2 separate regions of the Pan troglodytes genome follow, and region 1 is linked to region 2. A link is a contact called in public HiChIP or PLAC-seq data. All regions are on one chromosome and are shown on one strand. Each heading gives the region's core, a stretch centred on a gene start, on an enhancer-like site or on the middle of the called end of the contact. The rest is flanking DNA. Distances are from core to core; before and after follow the strand shown.

The links. HiChIP or PLAC-seq counts read pairs in DNA pulled down with a chosen protein or histone mark.
Region 1: an H3K4me3 HiChIP or PLAC-seq map of stem cell-derived excitatory neurons shows a contact between it and region 2, with 2.1 times the contacts expected there. The contact joins the promoter of SMYD2 here to the promoter of CENPF in region 2. A contact is called at or near these places in 1 of 7 Hi-C or Micro-C datasets (induced pluripotent stem cells) and 1 of 1 datasets of contacts at active chromatin or transcription factors (stem cell-derived excitatory neurons).

What each region holds. Positions count from the first base shown.
Region 1 is chr1:34,823,222-34,827,560 of NHGRI_mPanTro3-v2.0_pri, reverse strand. SMYD2 (SET and MYND domain containing 2) reads left to right here and starts at 2,014. Exons shown (of 12, transcript XM_003308746.7): 1 at 2,014-2,362. The coding sequence starts at 2,190.
Region 2 is chr1:34,501,784-34,505,618 of NHGRI_mPanTro3-v2.0_pri, reverse strand. CENPF (centromere protein F) reads left to right here and starts at 1,596. Exons shown (of 19, transcript XM_054658796.2): 1 at 1,596-1,784. LOC107970166 (a long non-coding RNA gene) reads right to left here and starts at 1,925. Exons shown (of 2, transcript XR_008537270.2): 1 at 1,305-1,925.

The sequences.
Region 1 (4,339 bases), core at 765-3,264, 320 kb before region 2:
TTAGGAACATGGACCTTGAATTCAGACTGACTTGGAAACCAAATTCTGCAATTTATTGTGTGGCCTTGAAAATCATTCCTTCTGGGTCTTAGTTTCCTTTCTAATTTTGGCAATGAGGGGCATAATACCTAACTCATTAGCCTGTTGTAAAGATAAACCAGATAATGTGTTTAATGATGGAGCACCTGGTCAACAATACTCAATAACTAATGGTGAGTATTATCAAACTTGAAAGTGCCAAATGCAGGGACCTAGGACTACATTTTGTCCTTTTTTTTTTTTTTTTTTTTGAGACAGAGTTTCGCTTTTCTTGCCCAGGCTGGAGTGCAATGGTGCGATTTTGGCTCACAGCAACCTCCACCTCCCAGGTTCAAGCGATTCTCCTGCCTCAGCCTCCCGAGTAGCTGGGATTACAGGCATGCACCACCACACCTAGCTAATTTTGTATTTTTAGTAGAGATGAGGTTTCTCCATGTTGGTCAGGCTGGTCTTGAACTCTCGACCTCAGGTGATCCGCCTACCTCGGCCTCCCAAAGTGCTGGGATTACAGGCATGAGCCACCACAGCCGGCTGATGTCCATCTTTCTATCCCAGTTGCTGGCCATAGTCAGTCGAAGTTTCTTAAAATGCATAAATGAAAATACTATCATAACTTCCTTTACTTGAAGACGGGTTAGAGGCTTATTTAGTTTGCCACTAATAAGGGCTTTTTTGTTTTCTTTTGAGACAAGGTCCTGCTCTGTCACCCAGGCTGGAGTATAATGGAGTCACCACAGCTCACTGCAACCTTGACTTCCCAGGCTCAAGCTATCCTCCCACCTCAGCACCACTTGAGAGGTGGTTAATTTCCCATAGAGACGGGGTCTTATGTTGCCCAAGCTGGTCTCCAACTCTCCAATTCCTGGGCTCAAATGATCCTCCCACCTTGGCCTCCCACAGTGTTGGGATTACAGGGCTGAGCCACCACACCCAGCTGATAAAGACATTTTACTGAAATGCCAAAAATTCCACTGATTTTACATCTCCAATCATATTAATCCTTTCCCTTTGCTCAACCAGTCCTGAACTTACACAGGTTAACTGTTTGAGGTCCTAGTTTGAAGTAGTGGTTTCTGCTAAATGATCTCGTCACAATTTTAGTCTTTACTGCATGTACATCAATTCCAGTCTTTACATAACCATGTGGAACACGGATTATATTTTCCTTTCTCATATGAAAAGTAATAGCGTGCATGTGTATAGGATTTACATTTCAGGCTTTGTGGGCTTTAAATCCTTTGACTCCTAACCCAAGTGATTTTTCTAAGATCACAGTTCGTGGGTGGTCAAGCATATTAAAACTACTGCAAACTCTAGCGCAGTGTCCTGGACACTGGCCACAGCATCGCATTATCCCCCAACAGCCTAAATTCCTTGAAGGCAAGGTTCTCTCTGGCTTCCTCTGCATCGTTCGCAGCATGCCTCAGAGACTCGGTGAGCTGGGCCAGCCAATGCATTTCCTCTTCCGTCCATGTAATTCCACTACAGGAGCAGAGGGCAAACTACGTTCCCATTAAAGCCACAAGGTTTAAAAACCTCTAACCTTGGAAAAGCACACTTCAACCCTCTGCACACCAAACTTCTCTACTGTGGTTTCCCCTCTGCCGCTTTCTCCTTGGCGTTCCCCGATCACTGCCTCTAGGGTCTTTACAAGGGACAGCGAACGTAAGGTTTCGGAGCTGGCTTCGCCCCCTTCTATTTACCGGGGGCTGGTCATCCTTCGGGCCAGGCTGACTGTCTAGCGGTGGCCCTCGGATACCTGCTCCCCGCAGGTGACCCCCCTCCCTCCCACCGAGGAGGAGGGCGCGTCCCGCTCGCTCCGTGGAGACGCCGCGGAGGCGCACACGCCTCACGCCTCCTCGCAGAAGCCACAGGGGCTGCGGCTCTTTGTCGCGGCCACACCGGAAACGGCCCGGAGCGGCCGCCGAGGGTCCCGGCGCTAGGCGGGGCCGCCGGGCCCGTCCCCCTCCCCGCGGGGGCGCGCGAGGCCCGGGCGGGGCCGCCGTCCCTTCCGGGGAGCGGGGAGCCGCCGCCGCGTCCGCCGGGCGGCTCCCACCCCGCCCCCCGCAGCTCTGGGTGACGCGTCTCCAATAACAGCTCGCCGGGAGCCGCAGCTCGGGCACAGCCGGCGGCCGCGCCCCGCCGCCACCATGAGGGCCGAGGGCCTCGGCGGCCTGGAGCGCTTCTGCAGCCCGGGCAAAGGCCGGGGGCTGCGGGCTCTGCAGCCCTTCCAGGTGGGGGACTTGCTGTTCTCCTGCCCGGCCTATGCCTACGTGCTCACGGTCAACGAGCGGGGCAACCACTGCGAGTACTGCTTCACCAGGTAGGGCGGCGGCGGCGGCGGCGGCGGCGGCGGGCGGGAGCCGGGGGCGCCGAGCGGGAGGCTTAGACCGCGGCGCCAGGAAGTGCGTGCGGCTCGCGGGGTCCTAGCGCCGGCCCTTGGGGCGGGGTGGGGGGCGGGGAGGGGAGGAGGCCCCGCGCTGCAGCCCCACGCCAGGCGCCACGTGCGAGAGGAAACAGGACCGGTGCCGCGCTGCACGCCCTGCACTGCACGTTTTCAGAGTTGCTCACGCTGGATGCGCAAACCCGGGAGTGCAGGTTCCTGCCCTCAAATGTGGGCTCCGAGCCAGGCTTGTTCCAAGCCTGGGCACTCACTGCCCTCCTGGTGCATTGGCAGCGGAGCCCCAAATTTGGGCAGCCACGGGCTGTCACCTTTAACTTATGCTTCCTGCGGTGTGTTCTGTTACCCACAGTCCAGCCCTGCCTCAGATTGGCCGTTTCTTCCAAGGAATTTAATGACTTAGTATATGTCTTGTAAAGTACGCTTACATGTTAAAGTACGCTTACATGGGTGTTTGGAGGGACGCCAGTGGGCACTGACCACACCCCCTGGATTCTGAGGAGCTGCGACGATGAGTTGCAGTGTCCAGTTTCGGTTTGGGATTAGGAAAACATGGTCGCAGGAAGGGATTGGGCAAGATGTGTGGTTGCTAATGGTATTTAATTGTAAGATACCATATGTATATATGTGTCTGTGTTTGTATATATGATGCATATACATTTGCACACACCAACACATAATTATATCCTCAACTCTTATGAGAGTTTCAGAGCTTAAAGGCACATTAGAAATCACCAATTCAGTCTTGTCTTTCACTTAATGGATGAGAAAACTAAAGCCCAGAGAGAAAGTGGAGTTACCTTTATCCATTCACACCAGTAGTGAAGGGAGTGAAATCTGGCCTTATTCACTTCTGCCTATTTCTCACTGGTTAGGTGCTCAGTAAATTTACTAAGGCAGGAGGCATGACATTGGGATTAAGTTTATATCAGGCCTTCCAGTACTCTGAGTAGAGACCATGATTTGCTTTCTTTGAACCTCAGTTTCTTCATCTTTGAAATGGAGATTCCTGGCCTAGATTAAGCTGACCTGCGGTCCTGCAGGGACCTTTTGAGTACAGGTCTCAAGTCCAGCATACTCAATCTCTCAGACCTGTGTGCCTCATTCTACAATAAGACGTAGCAAAAGAAGGGACAAAGGCTAAATATTGTAGTAATCTTGCCCAGACTCCCTGCCAGAACTGTCTTCCGCTTGGGGGGACCTGGAAAGGAACTAGACACGGAATCATGCCGTGGGCAGCTTAAGGGCTGTATGTGATGTGGCTCTTTGAATTGGTGAGCCAAGAGCTAAAGGGTCATGGCACCACTTTGCAACGTTTGAGTGAAGTGAGCATTGGGTTTTCCCAAAGTTAAAAAGGCTGCTGTGACTGGTCCCTTGATCTTCTGAGCCTTGCTGTGGCTCGGAGTCTGCAGCAGCGTGGGTGTCTGCAGTGGCAGGAGCAAAGCAGGTCAGGCAGCACAGAAGGAGCCTCCATCAGGGATCCTGGCAATTCCTGGAAGCCATCGCCTAAGACCATGGATGCCAGGCACATAGTAGGTGATTACTTTATATGGGTAGTTGCCAGCCCTGGCCCCCAGTGAATGAAAAATCAAATCCCTCTGGATTTAGAAGGGATGAGAAGAACTGAGAGATGCTTCTCTTTAGCTGTAAGTCTCCTAATTGTATCTACTACGCATACCCCCAACCTTAGAACATTAATGGATGGTCAGATGCAAGTTCACAAAGCATTCAGCCTGGATTATTCTGCCATATGTGACAGTTTGCTGCCTCTTTTGTTGTTAAATTTTTCTGATTGACATTTATTAGTGTTACTCACTGTTGCCTTGGGTCCCTCACCAGGGCTGCAACTTGCAATGGGGTGTTATTACAACTTGCAAACCACTTCTCTGTTTGATTTCC
Region 2 (3,835 bases), core at 347-2,846:
GGATCCTCCCCCTATAAAACAAACAAACCAACCGGGGGAAAAATAAAAGGAGGGGAAGGGAAGCATAAAATTAAAGTCAGAGAAATATCACAGGAGTTACTAGAATGGTATCCATCCTATTTCCCTTGTTCAAGAAATGAATGTATTTCTTTATTGTTCATTGTAGAAAAACGAAGCACAAGGCTTGACTATACAGTGGCCACTCAATAGATATCTGCTGAAGAACGAATGAATGAATAGTAAATGCAAATTTCTTATTCAAACCTTAAAAAAATCCTCTATTATGGGTCTTTCTAGCTGTTTATTTTTCCTTAAGCAGCCTATACATAGTTGAATAATTACTCTGGGAAGCAATGGAATTGTAATTCGTGTTGAAGCCAGACACAATTTGGTTCAAATTCTGAAACTACCAGACACTAGACTGATCATGGCAATGTCTGACAAAAGTTTTCCTCCCCTACCTGCTCTCTCCCCTCCCTTTGGGGATTCGAAGGTAGAAGATAGTAAGAACAAGGCCTTTCCCCAAATAGCAGTTTTATCTCCCAAGATGATCTGGATTTTAAATTACTACGTGCAAAGTTACTAGGGATGCAAAAATGAATTAAAACAGATTTTACTGTAAAGGAATTTTTGAGTCTGATGGGGGAGTCAGACGTAGACATAAATACAAGACAAGACACAGCGAAAATCCTAAACATGAAGTTTGCAAGTTCTAGGAAAGGTCTAGGAAATAATTATCTCTAAGGAGTGAGTGGGATTAGTGAGGTTTTATTAAAAAAGTGACACTTGAATTGGGTACTGCAGGAACAGTCTAATGAAAGGTAAAGTCAGGGGGCTGGAAAGTTTGGTACCTATTGAGGCAGACAACAGCATTAGAGATCTATTACTTTAACAATTAATTGTTTTGCTTCTGCCTTTAGAAGCTTATTTATAGTTTAACAGGGAAATGAAACGAGTATATAACATACATAGAAAACTAGTGGGCTTCACGAAAAGCATTACACCCCGTTTTGAGGATTCTTCTGAATTTTAAATTCTGATGCAGTGTCCTCCCCCCACGCCTTAATCCTGGAAAATAAGTGTTCAGAATCACGTCTTAGAAATATGATCCATAAAGGACAGCATTTAAGAGCGACATCCTGCATTGCGTAGATTCAATTTCAAATTACTGTACTTAGCTTCTATGAGCCTGTTAACTTTTTAATAAAATGAGGATAATACTTTCCTCAAAGAATTGTTAAGAACGACACCGGATAAAGAATGCATGACAAACACAGCACCTAGTATCTATGTCCTAAACTTACGTTTAATTAAGTAGATTGGTACGTGCAGTTTAAAAGAGGTTTCACCAGGCAGCACAGTTCCCCTGGCTGTAGGCGATAGACCACGCCTTCCTAATCAGCGGGCGCATTCCCTGACTTTTGCGGAAATAGCGGTCCAAAACCGCGTCTAGCATTAGCAAAAGCACGTGGTCTCCGTCTCCCCGCAACAACAAAAAAGAACAGTAACTCTGGCACAGGCACCTCCAGTAGAGGGCTTGTTTTTAAAATCCATCCGAAAGGGCCAATCAGAGGCGGCAGTCTGAGTGCGCAGGCGCAGATTGGTCCGCCGCTACTTAGAGTGACCAATAGGCGTGGAGGTAAGTTTGGTTGAGACCAGAAGCGGGCGAATTGGGCACCGGTGGCCGCTGCGGGCAGTTTGAATTAGACTCTGGGCTCCAGCCCGCGGAAGCCGCGCCAGAACTGTACTCTCCGAGAGGTTGTTTTCCCGTCCCCGAGAGCAAGGTGAGCGTCCTGACTGGGTCCGGATCCTGGTCCTGGCGGCGGGCGGTAGGCGGCGGGCGGCGTGGGGGTGCCGCTGGCTTTTTGCCGGCGGGTACTGGGCGGGGAGGCCTCTGGGATCACTCTCCCGGCCCTGTAGGTGCCGGGGACCGCCCCCTCCCACCCGACGGAACTGGAGAATCCGCCCCGGGATGTGTTTCGTAGGGGTGTCGGCGCCCCTCTGCTCGGGTTCAAACTGGTCTCGGATTAGTGTCCCAGACCCTACTCGGTCACGGACTCACACTTTAGGGGATCATTTTCTTCCTCCGTAAAAGATTTGGAGATGACTAGGTATTTCCAAGCCGCCTTCCCAGTCCCGTAACCAACCTTATTGAAATTCGGGCCCTGGTCCTTTGTTTTATTGAGTAGATGTAAGCTTGAGTTTTGATCTGGTTGGCGACGTGGGGTGCCTATGGTTAGTTACGCGAGCATTTCTCTTTCCCCTCTCTTCTTCCTCCCGTCCACTTTTTTTTTTTTTTTTTTCAATGGAGTTAGGCCTCCCTATATTGCCTAGGCTGTTCTGGAACCCCTGGGCTCAAGGGATCCTCCCGCCTTGGCCTCTGTAAGTGCCAGGATTACAAGCATGAGCCACTACGCCCGGTCCTCCCTTCCACATTTATTTGAACGCGCCTGTGTGCCCGGCTCGGCTGTGTAATGAGGACCCAGAAATAAAAGGCATGGTCGTGTCCTTGAGCCTGATCTAGAGGAGAAGGCAGGGTTATCATTCTCAGACCCAGCCTTGGTACAGTGCACGGGGACTCTGGCTTTTTGGAGGAGGTGGGGAATTCTGACAACGGGAAAGCAGTGGTGAAGGTGGGGCAGGAGGAGGTCACACAAGAGCTTCCGTGGGGACTAAGGGACTGGGTAGTTCGGGCATGAAGAGTGCCCTCCACGTATTTAAGAGATAAAGATACAGCATTTTCTGGAAAGGACAATAGTCCTGCAAGTCCTCCATGCAGGAACCTTCATCCAGGGCTTTTCTTCACTCCCCACCTCGATTCCCTGTTCCTCAAAAGTAAACTTCTGAGGTTTATTTTTTTGTTCTTTTGCCCCAATGGCCCAATACAGGTGGCTGATAGCTGATCCCTTAATGGGCCAAAATCTGCTCTAATCACAGTTAGCTTGGTCTACATCTATATTGTTCTCTATCTTAGACTTTGGAATGGAAAAGCACTCAGCTTGCCAGTCTTCTTTATGTTTATTCCCCTCATTTTCTAATCATCTTTCTAAATTGCTCCTTTTTATATTCTGTTGGCTATAGCATCTTGATGTAATGATTTCAGTGGCTGGCTGAATTGTTTAGGGCAATTACAGTTGTGTGTCTCTGGGTACAGTTCTCTGACTCCTGACAAACTAGATTGGAATGGAGGATATTGAGACAGGGTCAGTTGTCCTTTGTTGGTTGAGAGGCATGTGACTCCTTTCAGTAGTTTTGGGATAAATGGGAGTGGAATACAAGATGCTGTGTTCCAAGAACTGAGAGCTAGAAAAAAAACCAAAACAAAACTGGTAGCAAAACACAGCTTTCCAAGGCTTTGATATCCAACTTATATGTTGTCTAAGACCTTTGCTTCTCCCTCTTAATTTTTTTTATTGTTCTTAGTACTTTCATGAACTGCTTATTGTTTTGATAAAAAGGTTCATTGATAAAATCGATTGAAAAAAACCATTAAAATGGCCGTTAACTTTATTTAGTAAAAAAACAAATTCTCAAACTCTTGCCTAAGTAACTGGAAAATGAATGATTTTTCTTTTTGTTTATGTTCTGAAGGCTAAAATAAAGGACAGTTGCCATATTTTCTTCCAGCTGATTTCTATTTCCTAAGATGTGGCTGAGAAGGAGGTAGGCCACTTCACCCTTTGTACCATAGGCTGAAATATACAAGTGAAAAAGTGTTTTTAAAAAATATGTAATAGCTAACATATATGGAAAGCTTACTGTTTCTAAGGCCTTAGGAAGTCACCATCATTATTATCCTCATTTTACAAACAAGGGAAACAAGGCATAGAGCAGC